Linked DNA regions of Sus scrofa: region 1 is linked to region 2. Evidence: chromatin contacts called from public promoter capture Hi-C data. All regions are on one chromosome and are shown on one strand. The core of a region is the stretch at or near the end of the contact, and the rest is flanking DNA. Distances in the headings are between cores, read along the strand shown. Region 1 overlaps CAMK2D (calcium/calmodulin dependent protein kinase II delta). Region 2 holds the start of CAMK2D (calcium/calmodulin dependent protein kinase II delta).

Evidence for each region. Promoter capture Hi-C pulls out the DNA fragments that hold promoters and counts their contacts.
Region 1: a contact with region 2 is called in a promoter capture Hi-C map of fetal skeletal muscle, with 5 times the contacts expected there. The contact joins the enhancer-like site here to the promoter of CAMK2D in region 2. A contact is called at or near these places in 3 of 5 promoter capture datasets (fetal liver, fetal skeletal muscle and liver), 16 of 47 Hi-C or Micro-C datasets (alveolar macrophages, brain, embryonic fibroblasts and 9 more) and 2 of 2 datasets of contacts at active chromatin or transcription factors (alveolar macrophages and skeletal muscle).

Annotation. Positions count from the first base shown.
Region 1 is chr8:109,144,029-109,150,346 of Sscrofa11.1, reverse strand. The region is part of intron 6 of CAMK2D (calcium/calmodulin dependent protein kinase II delta); the gene reads right to left. Among named protein-coding and RNA genes, the nearest start is that of CAMK2D, 230 kb to the right of the region's middle. Within about 2 kb of position 3,631, at least 3 of the 83 cell types and tissues checked have an H3K27ac peak or open chromatin away from gene starts, as enhancers often do. A contact at or near this core is called in fetal skeletal muscle, where this site is marked.
Region 2 is chr8:108,914,178-108,920,364 of Sscrofa11.1, reverse strand. CAMK2D (calcium/calmodulin dependent protein kinase II delta) reads right to left here and starts at 4,346. Exons shown (of 20, transcript NM_214381.1): 1 at 3,945-4,346; 2 at 2,283-2,377. The coding sequence starts at 4,009.

The sequences.
Region 1 (6,318 bases), core at 2,382-4,881, 230 kb before region 2:
AATAGTCATGCACTGTCCTCTCTCCCGGAGACTGTCATTCCTAAATCCCAGGGAAAATACGGTTAGAAAATGATTACAAATGATCATGTGTGCAGGTTTCAGACAGATGCAGAGGGTACTGGAGAGATACTGGGGTGAAGAGAGAATACACTTGGGGAAAGATCAAATGAATGGGAGCACCTGTCTTGACCTGCTCACATGCTTCCAAGGGCTGACTGAGGTCCAGACTTGGCCACGGACATTGGCTTAGAAGCCTAGCAGAGCACAGACATTTTCAGCAGAAGGAAACTTGGCAAAATGATAACAAGAGTTGGACCAATCTACAGACATTTGGCAAATGAAACTGTGCAAATTAAATCCTAGTTGACTTCAAGAGTTTGGACCCGAATGTAGTGATTTTGATTCCTCAATGTTTCCAAACAATTTCTGTACAACTTTTGGAGTCTTATTCTGAATTATGTATTAAAATTGCTGTCTTTAAGAATCTGTTTATTCTTAAAGGCAGAAAGAGTCTACTACTATTTGCCAAATGTTATAGTTGGCTTTTTTCTCTTTATAAGCCAGTTTTTTAAAACACAATTTTATGTCTTCGAAGTGTGATTCAAAGCATTACTTCTATATTTATCTTCAGTTCTCAGAATACTGTAAGAAAGACACATTTTTATTTTCTTGGGTAATTATTATTACTCAAGGACTGATAACTTAGTCTTGGAATTAGGCTGCGTTTACACCACTGTTTCCCAACCGGGGCATCAAGACACACTGGTACTTTGAAAATAAGCACCAAGGCAAAGTGTTGAATTTCCCTGGACCACCTCTGTGGATTTTAAAAAAATGAATGGAGAAGACGGTGGGAAAAGGAGGCTGATAATACATACCATGAACCTATCATCCTCAGGTATCTGGATGAATGTATGTCTGGATTGGTATGTACATATGAGAGAGTGGTTCAGTATCTTCTTATCTGGGGGTAAGACCCAGCAAATTTAGAGGTGTTCTCAGCCTGAGAAAAGCTGGGAAACAATGGACTCTGCAAGTGCCAAAAAGACTGTTTGAAAAATCTGAAAATCAGCCAAACTGGTTTTGTCCATGTGTGACAAACAGCTAATTTCAATTTTTTCATGAAATTGGCTTTTTATTCTTATGGAATTGGTTAATTCTGTTGGTTGTTTTGACCTTGTGTAAACACAGCCTAAACCAATATTTAATTTATTAATTAAGCCAGCCATGCAAATTAGCAAGGACTCATAACCAGAACTCAGAAGAAATTAGGTTAAATCTACAAGAACTAGAGTGTAGGCAAGTAAGTTTTAATCAAGTACCAGACTTCTTCAGGCTATTGCTGCTCACTGCCATCAGATTCATCACTGTTATGACAATTGGTAATTGTAAGGAAAATTTTGTGATTTTTTTTAGGGCTTATAGGGTTTTTACCTTAACACTAAATACAAAATAATTTTAATTTGGATGTTGGGGATGATGGGGTCTCAAGAATATGAAAGATCTTCATGCTGAAATAACTTGTAGTAAAACCTAACGTTCAAAATTACTTGGAACACTGTTTATCAGTAGGGTCTAGCCATGCTCTGTAATTAATATTTGACATTTTATTTTACAACTAAAATTTATGGTCCACTACATTCCTGTACCTTTTAATTTAATCAAGATGTGATTTCTAGCTATTAATTTATGGAATAAACAACTCGGAAAAAAACACATTAAATTGTAAGTGACTGTTTAGTTCTCTGTCTTCACATTCACAAAACATGGAGACTTCTGAGAGCTCTGCTAATACAGATCTGTCCTAATTTGTCATGCACAGACTTATTCAGGGCAAGAGTTCTAATTGCTTTATTTTTATTTATTATTTATTTTTTTTTAGGGCTGCACCCGCAGCATATGGAAGTTCCCAGGCTAGGGGTTGAATCAGAGCTACAGCTGCCGGCCTACACCACAGCTCACAGCAACGCTGGATCCTTAACCCACTGATCGAGGCCAGGGATCGAACCGCATCCTCATGGATCCTATTCAGCATCGCTAACCGCTGAGCCACAAAAGGAACTCCTCCAATCACTTTAGAAATCACAATCGTCTTAGGTCTTTTAAATCTCAAGCGGTATTTGAGTTTGTTGAGCAAATGCCAGGGTCAGTAGTGAATAAACTTACAATTTAACGTGCTGTTATTTTTATTGTAAATCAAAAAGTGTCTGGGCAGTGCTGTATGCATTATGCCCTTAAACGTGAAGTATCTGCCAATTTACAAGAAAGGTAACACCTGAGCTTATCACGCATGGCCTCTGAGTGACTGGGGCAAATATTCATACCTAGAGATGACCTAGAAGACCTCTCTGTAGGGCCTTGTGAGTCATCCGGGAAATAATACATCCATCTGGATCGGTGTGTTCACCTTGTACCCATGAAGACTGTTCAGCTGCAGTTATGCACAGGAAAAGCCATGGCTATTTCAAGGTTACTGCACAGATTTAAAAACTAACAGCACTGAAATGGCTTCATGTTTCAGCCTATCTTTTAGGCAAACCTAAATTAGAGAATTAGGGAATGCAAACTGAAAACTTAGGATGATTGTTGACTTTACTAAAGGATTCTCTGCTTTCTAAAAATGTTTTGTCACAAATTACTTCTAATGGCCAGCTTCAAAGAAACATTGAAAAAACCACACAAATTTGATTTAAATACAGTTCTTTGGAATGTATTTTTTTCTGAAAGGATATGGGAGGCTTAATCACAAGAACTCCTAAAGCAGCATTTAAACCAGCGCACCACACATTTATTCTGATTTTCTTTAATTACTACCCTTTCTATAACTTCCGACTTAAAAACACATACTATAAAAGTTTGTTGGCAAGTAGGTTAGTTCAGATTATGAATGTCTACAGAAAATAAGATAAGTGGGGGTTTATATTTCACAAAAGCTGAACTCGTAGAATCTCTCACCTAATCAATGGCTACTTCTTTACAAAGCATCACCATGACACTCTACTATTCCACTACTTTGATTCCCTAAAACAAATGAGAAAAGTGAGATCAGAAACACAGGCCTCCGGCACAGCTTGGGTTGAGCCTGGGGGCACAGCACTATGAGAGAAATGGGCAACAGGAGGATCTAGAGAGAGGGTGAAGATCTGGATTTATGTCCTGGGCCTGACCGTTATGAACTATGTGGATTTGGGTGACTCAGACTCTTGAAGCTACGTGGCTCGTTCTTCATCTCTCAAATGAACATTTTTAATATACCTTTTAAGCTCACACCAGTATATACAGAATTGTAAAATCCCATTGTATTTTATCACAGGAGCTCATCCTCTGTAAGGGACGATCTATGCATTAGTGACCAGCTATTACACTCCCACGCAGCTGGCCCTTTCAATGTGCAGAATGCTGAATGTTTGTAATGAATGTTCATAACTTGAGAAATGTCTATATTTCTAAATTAAGTGCAATCTATTATGCTAATATTTATACATTGAGATTATCTCTAAATTCTTATAATGCATCACTCTTTAGGTTGGTTTTTAAATAGATTCTATTGACATTCTCACACACAGGTTCTTTCCCCGCCCCATTGCTTCCTAATGATGCAGGATTTTCCACGACATCTGGTCTTAGTGTCAACAACCATTTATAGCATATCAGCTGTAATGAGCAGCAACTGTTGGCAAGTTATGTTCTGTACTTCCATATGGATACAATGGCAACTTCTTTCATTGTGATTTGGGATTCTCTTGAAACTGTTCAAGTGTCTCAAAGTACCAAGGCAAGTTGCTGGAATCACTTTTAGACCTGAGAGAGACTGAGAGATAAAATAATTCCAAGTCCTCAGCTTCCAAGTGAGATAGGCAGGTTCAAAAAGATGAAGCAAGGACTTGAGGCTAGATTGCCTGATCCCTTCCTTTTAAAGATGTGATACTGAGGAAACTCCTCTGTGGGTATACAGATCATTTATTTTCAAAAGGTAGTATATTTTTAGATATCAGTAGATATTTTTAGAAAAATTTAAGGCAGGCAAAAATATTTACTACCCATATTCAAATAAAACAGGGAGAAAGTTATGAAAAAGACCTGACAAATTTTGCTTCTCAAGAATCTCAAAAACACATCATGAGAATTTCTAAACTAGTATGATTTCACTTAGGAACTGATCTGGCAAAGTGGTGATCATCTTTAACATTAGTCATATTAATAGCTTCAACATTCATATCACAGATTTATTTGTGCACATACATGATACCTATCTAACCAGTAAAACTTAAGACATGGAATTTACATATGTAGTGAAATCATGTGTTTAACTCCTTTTAATGCTTTTCTCTTTATGAATATTATAAAACAGGTTATTAGTTTTATTATTCTACATTATTTGATTCTTACATTCCCTTGGATATCAGCTTTTAAGAAGTGAAATTTTCTTTTTAAATTTCTTTCCTTTATTGGATAGTCTCAATATCTCAATATGAAGTTAATCAGTCAGTGCTTTGATGTGTTTTTAGTCACTTTTCATTTGCCAAAGAAGGTGTGAACAAAGCTCCTAGGAATAAACTAAATGAAATTTTGCATAGATTGAAGAGTTTGAGTATCAGGCTTCCTCATGCACTTATTGGAGGTTCTCCTGTGCACACGGTACAAGCGACTTTTTTTTTTTTATTTTCACATGGCATGGATGCTGGAATTTACTCATTTATTTACTTACTTACTTATTATCCTTTTAGGACTGCATCAGGGCATATGGAAGTGCCCAGGCTAGGGGTCAAATCGGAGCTGTAGCTACCGGCCTATACCACAGCCACAGCAATGCGAGATCCAAGCTGTGTCTGTGACCTACACCACAGCTCAGGGCCATGCAGGGTCCTTAACTCACTGGGTGAGGCCAGGGATCGAACCTGCATCCTCATGGATACCAGTTGGGTTTGTTACTGCTGAACCATGATGGGACCTCCCGGATGCTTGAATTTATATACTTAGCAGGGGGGTTTTTCACCTGATGCATGTGCTGTAAATTTGTGATGAGGCAGTACTATATCTATGCTCATGCATATATGAGTGAGTTCTTAAGAATCATTCTGTATCTCATTCCTGTTTCTTGATTTATTTCTACATTCTCAGCACACAGGATCAGGTAGATTGAACCAGAATGTAACCATAGCACCACCTCACCCATTAGTTACTGTCTTTCCGCAGCCTGACAAACACTAAGTGCCAATAAAGAAACACTAGAACGACAGCATCAGTTATGAAATCTGGCACATAGTTTGTTTCTGATATGCCTAGATAAGCATTATGTACAAGTGACATGTTCTTTAAACTTACTGCAAAAAGATGGTTCTGTGAAAAGTGGAACAATTGTGATTTTATCATTATTAAAAGTGTGGAATTCATTATTTGATATCTCTACTGCTCATGGTGACAAGGACTTAATGCTTGTGACATTCCCAGAAAATAACTTCCTTTTTTCCTGGTCAGACATTTGATTTGATTTTTTATGAAATAGTCTTAAAAATCCTATCAAATCTCCAGCATTACCATCTTCATTAAAACATCTATATCCAGCCACCCATCTGCTCATCTAATGATTTTTCCATTAAATAGTACTGTTCTTCAGGAGGTAGACTTTTAGAAAGACAGTGTTTTCCATGGAGGCAACTCATGGGCGTGGATTTGTTGCTAAAAGATTCAGCTGTACATATGAAGCCTCCTATCCAGATAGTTCACCAAGTAGTTTAGTAACCATTTTTAATAGACTGTGAACTGAAGAAATGTTACTACTTTGTGTGAAATAGTTATTTGAAAAAGCTGAGCTATATAACTGTCTTCTTTGACTTCTTTCTGACAACTGATTCACAGAAATTGTATTCTCAAGCCTCTTAAATGGGAGAACACTTCTGATTTGATATTCTTTTATTTCTTGTGACATCGAGAGTTGTCACTTGTTATTGCAACTGCTTTTCAAGCTAATATATTTCTGGATGCAGTGCTTGTCTGATGGTCTTCCTTTTTTCTGGGAGGAACAGCACCAACACATTTTCCACATATTTTCAAGTGTTATTTAATTCAATGGCCTGTATATTCCATATACAAAGGGTCTATTTTTCTTTTGCTCTATAACATATTCCCACAGCTAAGATGGGGCCTTAGTAGGTGCTTGAGAAATGCTTGATCAATGTTTCTTCTCTTTTGATACCTGAATTTTAAGTGATCAGTTCACAAATACACCACACCAAGTTACAGTAATCCACTCTTTATAAACAACCTATTTTTAAGCACTCCAGACTGACTGTGTTGAGATGTGACCTAAATTTAATG
Region 2 (6,187 bases), core at 3,097-5,596:
CATACAGGTTTTTTTTCACCATTTTACCTAAGAATCACAGGAGATCAAGAAAAGGTAAGTGACAAAACCAAATTTACACATTAAGTACACTAAGTAATAGAGCCAAGATTCAAATTGGGTTCTCACAGCTAAATCAAGGGTGCCACTAGACTTATGATTTTCAAGTTCCATCATATAAATAATTTCATTTGATCCTTACAACAACACAGAGATCATAACTGCTAATATTCATTTAATGCATATTACATAGCAGGTGCGCTATGTAACAGAAGCAGGTGCTTCTATTTTAATTCGTTCACTTGTCACAAAACCCTATAAAAGGGTTATATTATTACTCGATTTTACAGATGAGAAAACTGAGGCTCATAGAAAATACATAAACTGCCCAAAATCACACGTAGGGAAATCAGAACTTAAGCCCAGGGTACCTAGTTCCTGTGCCTTCTTCTTCACTTCATTCTTCAACAGGTTTAACATAAAACAGGTTAAGAAAGTTGCCCAAAGTCACAAGAAAACTGCACAGGGATCAAGAAGCACACATCTTAGCCCTTCATCCTAACTACTTTCCCTAACTATAACTGGAACAATTAGGATTATTAACTCCAGAAGGGGCAAGGTGGCTAAGGGATAGATTTTTCTCTAAAGCAGAGTACGAAGAGGTGAGGGACACTGTTCGAGCAGCAGGGAGAATAATTTCCACCAGGCTTGAGAAGACTTATCTTCCAGAGATTCCAGGCAAAAGAAAGTAAAATAAAATGTATGTGAGCAGAGACAAGTGTATTTGCCATTTTGGTGAGGTGGTATGAATTAGGTCCATTTAACTTAGGAATTAGTAAAAATGAAACACAAAACTGATTTAAAGAGAAAATTTAAAGCCACTAAAAGATATGATCTAGGCATTGTAATGACTCCAAAAGAAATGATACCCCCTTTCTTGCCTGAAGTACCTAGAGCACAGAGGGAAATTATATAAGCACCAAAAAAAATCTGACTACACTTTTTCATTTTGCTTTTCAACACTAAAACGTCATTTACATTTTAGCAATTCCTTTTCACTGTTCTGTGGAGTAAAGAGAAGAGGTCAGGGGAACACACCTGTGCATAATGTGCTTCTCATTATAATGTTCACATGTCCTGAATCTATGGTGCTGGTTGCTTTAACACATAAGTTTTCCTCAGAAGCACTAAAATCAGATGAAGGAAATCACAACAAAAGCCCATTTAAATGAATAAACCGAAATGACAACCTAAGCCTGAAGTACACGTTAAAGGTAGAAATGCGCAACAAAGAGGAAAAAAAATCATGGTAGAGACCATATTCGATGATACCAGGATTTAGGAAGCAACACTTTTTAGAAGACAAATTAAAGAGGGAAAAGTAACCCTAATGGAATTTCTTCTCTCATTACTTAAAATAAACCAGGTCACTGAAATGGGCTTACACTATGGCATTTTGCTCATTTTAATTTCATTTTTATTTCATCAAACCATAAATCCCCATGAAAATACCTTAGACACGTGCTCACAATAATTGGAATGCCTAACCTTTCAGTATAAGTACTTTTGCATGAGTTCAACAAAATAAAAAGAATGCAGTAAGGCCCCTCCAAGTTTTTTGCTTATGTCAACAGCTATTTTATGAGTATGAATTATCTCTGTGGTTATAAAGCATGTGTAAAATACATTACATGAGTCTGGGAGAAGCCTTACTGCAGATGTTCAAGTAAAGGTCTGAACTGCACAGAAACATCAAAATCAAGCTGACCGTCTTAGAATATAGCATCCATAAAATTTTCCTCCCAAAGCCATTACTGTTAAATATACCTTGATGAATTAAGTTCAAGTGTAACTACAATTGAAATATATGATTCAGCTGAGCTATGACCTATTTTTCCTCTCAAAAGCGAAAAGGAATAATGACAGTAGTGAGACTTACATTTTTTCCGTTCCAGGGTTTTTCTGAAAGTTATTTTACAGTAGAGCTAAAGGCAAAATGCACTTAGTGACATTTATTTGCTTTAATATATAGTTATTTATGCTACTACTCTTAGGACGATAGAATTTTAACAATTTATCAAATAACAATTGTATTTTGTCATTTATTTTTAAACTATACATACTAAGAGGCATTCAGGAAGGAAATAATCTCAATATGTAATATGATACCTAAGGCTACAATTATAACTAAATGGCATATTTACATACAACAGAACCAACAACAAACAGGACAAATAGAAAATTAACATAAATATATACATATATATGTGGTTGAAAATACCCACCCCTAGCAGAAAGCTTTTTGGTGTTGATAATTTTGGCAGCATATTCTTGTCCAGTAGGGATTTTCATACATCTTCTCACCACTGAGAATGCCCCCCTGAAAACCAATAATTAGCAGGTCATCAATATAATCACCTCTGATATTGTACTCAAAAATTACATCTGAGCATTTTTACTGAATGTTATGAGCTGTCAAATATCAGTGCACAACAGTAATACCCATGAAAGGAAACAATTCTTCCTGGAAACTCTGACCTTCTTCAGTGCTGAAGAATAAAATTGGATTTTATTTAACTGGGAGCACACATTATTAATTAACAAAATTAAAGGAACTGGCAATTATGACGGCTCTTGTTTGCACATGAAATTTGAAAACATTTTATAATACACACACACACCAAATGCTTTGAGAAAAACCTGCAAAGAGCAGAGCTGAAGAGGAGCAGCAAAAATCTGCTGCATATTTATTTTGGTAGGGGAAAAAAAATTAACCTGGCTCCAAGTAAGTAAATATGGCGATTGTTTTCATTAAAATATAATTCTTAGGAACATTTGTGTGCGGTTTAACAAATCCTGCTATGGTGATTTCTCTGTGCCCTGTTTTGGGTTGGGGGAGGGGAGAGATTTGAATTAAGCTGCTCTTCCGACATATTCTCCATGTTTTAACAGCAGACAACATAAATACATAAGGGTATGATCCTCATTACATTTAAAAGATAGTTAACGTCCTTTAATTCAACTGTATAAAACAACAACACACACATAAATGCTTTCTAAAGTAATGTTGGAAACTAGCGGTAAAGAAATTGGGTTTGATGCTACACAAATTAACGTTCACGGCTCAGCCCTTAGGTTCCTTTTGCACAGGTTCTCTCTCAGTAGGTCTTCTCGCCCCTTCCTTAACATCACCAAGTAGTTCTGCCAGTCAGGTGTTAGGAGGTCGCTTTATACAACGCTAGGCTACCCCTGGGAAGCTCTCTCCCGGTCTCCAGAAGGCTTTTCCGCTGCCTGTATAAATAAATCCTCCCAGAGAATGCGAAGAGGTACACGTACATCCTAGGAAGGATGATGAAGAACGAGTAATCTAGTAAAGAATAATAGTGGATATGGGACGGGGGTCGGGTTCCTTTGGGTAGCCCTTTTCCTGGACAGAACAACTACTGGATGCGAAACAGACTCTAAGCCAAGTTGAACTTTCGGCATCAATAAATATGGCACCGTCTGTGGTAGTGAGTTCTCATCCGTACGTGGGTCTTGCGGCCAACACGCCGGCGAACGAGGAGGCATCTCTATTTACAGAAAACATGATCTATGTTGCATTTTACATGGGTTCTTGTTTCCTCCATACACACACACACATCTCAGGATGACAGCTACAACTGCAGGGTCGTAAATCCACTAAGTCAAGAGGGTGGGGGAGTGGGGAAAGGTGGGCTAAAGATGATCGGAATGGGCCATAGCCGGGATAGAGGGTCTTTCCCCTTCTTTGCCCCCTCCCCTTACTAGGTCAACACCTTCCTCCAAGCTGACACACCAGGGGCCCTGCCCCCTCTCCTCTAGTCTCCCAAACTCCCTCGCCCCACGCGGGAGCCGGTGGGTAGGGGGTAACACGACCCGCCCTCTGCTGGAAAGGGGACTTGCGGGTGCCGGGTAAAGGCGCTTACTTTCCAAGCTCCTCGAAAAGCTGATACTCGTCCGTGAACCTGGTGCAGGTTGTAGTTGAAGCCATCCTCGGTCCGGGCTGTCCCCCTGGCTGGGAGTGCGGCGGACAAGACGCGAGCAGACGCGCGGCTTCCCCGGGACTAGCCCAGCAGCGCTGTCACCCAGGGCCGCCCTCACTTTCCCGTCCGAAAGTAGCTCGCCGGCGAGGGAGTGTGCGTAGGGGCGGGGCGGGAGGGGAGAGGACCAGAAAGGGTGGCGTGGGGTCTCCTCCCTACAGTCCGCCGATCTTCCTCCTCCCGGCCTCGCTTCCTTCTTCTCTGGACGCTCCGCCGCTCCCTTGCAAGCCCCTCTCCCCAAATGCAGGGGCCAAAGTACTCAAGAAGAGGGGCCGGGAAATAGAAAACAGCCGGGCATGGGGCGAGAGGCGAGCAGTTGCGAAACGATCCGCACCGGGGCAGGAGGGGTAGGGGCGGAGGGGAGGGAGCCCGAGGGGGCGGAGGCCGCGGAGCCTAGAGCGGACAGCTCGAGCCCAGCTGCAGCTGTCAGCAGGCTCGGGCGCGGGACGCGCCGGGGCCGGCCTCCTTCCCGCGGGCACCTCGGCAGCCTCGCGCTCCCCACGAGCCCGCACCGCACCGAGACTGCGCGGCGAAAGAAAGAGCGCTCGGCTCAGGCGAAGCTTCGCCTGCCCTCCCCAGGCCTCCGCCTCCTCTCCAGCGCCTCCTCCTGCCGCTCCCTCCGCCTGCCTGTACCCCTCCCTCGCGAAGCCCCCTCTTGGCTGGTCCCACACCTCCTTCTAGCGACTCTAACCCTGTCCCTTCTCTTTTCCTCTGTCTCTGGGTCTCACACACGCGCGCGCGCGCACCCGTCTAGGTAGAGACCAGGTGGGTGGAGGAGGATGTTCAGGGGAGAAGCCTGGAGAGGGTTTAGGTGAATGAGTCGAGACGTCAAAATCACATAATTAAACCCGCAGTTAGGTTCCTGCCTAAACGTGGGGCTGATTTCGCTGCAAGATGCGAGTTAATTCAAGGATTGCCGAGGGCTACCGCCGGGGGTCTCTCAGAAACACCCCTCCCCCAGCCCGACTGTGGGCGCGGGGCACCAAGGACTGCTCCGAACCGCAGTGCCCTAGGTGGAAGCGGAGGGGTGCAGGCATTTCATCTCTACGCGGCTTCTTGTTGACAGAGCGGGGGCCGGATGTGGGCAATCGACTGCTTCCAGAGAAGCCCCCCCCCCAATGGCTGTCGCTCCCACACCTCCCAATGACTGTCTGGCCCACCCCAGCACGAGCCACGCCGCCCGCTACCAGGCGCCCAGAGCGGGGTCCCTCCCTCCCCTACAGCCTCTTCAGCGAGGGGCGACGCCCGCCGCGCCACGTTTCACTTCTGATATGACTGCCACCTCACTCTCCACCGCCCCCGCCGTTTTCTATGCTGGGTTGCTCAGACTCTGGCAATTCCCGAAGGCCTTCGCCTCGGCCATAAACGTTAACAGAATGAAAGGAAAAACTCCGCCACTCGGCCACACCTTCCCTTCTGAGTAACTCCCCGGTAACCTCAGTAAGTTCTGATAGTAAGGCTGTTTCTCGCGAGATTTTCTGCTCTGGTGGTGGGGGCAGGGTGGTGGGAAGGTTGGGTGTCGGTCACGCGACCTGGTAGGGACTGATGTCACTTGCATCACGTGAGCGGGTCGAGTCCCTTTCGCTTTGGAAAAGGAAAAGGAGCGGTCGCGTGTGCTTTGCTTGCAAGCTCAGAGATCTGGTCGGATAGTGTCACTTGAATGTACTACGTAAATGGCTGTCTGGAAAACCACTTGACAGTTTAGCCCTACGTTCTGTTCATTAGCATATATATTTGTTTACAGTAAATACGAGAAAAAATTTTCCCTTACATTTAAAATAGATGAATTGCTGATTGCTAAAACTACCCCTGGGCCTTCCTTCCAGCCTTGTGTCTTTAAGAAACTATGCATTTGCAAATTTAGAGGCAGACCAAAACCTAAAAAGTTGTGCAGCCTTTTCGAAAGCACTGCCTTTTGTTTTACAGCACGGGGACTCTAAAAACCTTGCAATTCTATTGGTAATTTGTTCATTGTTAGCATTACGTCAGGGACTCAAAATTTCACAGGTGGAAGATGAAAGATACCTAGGAATACAGAGAATCTAAGATTTAAAGAGATACTGCTTGCTCCCAAAGGCTGCTATTAGTGAACTTGTCCACCGGTCACACGTAATCCTAATTAGTGCCCT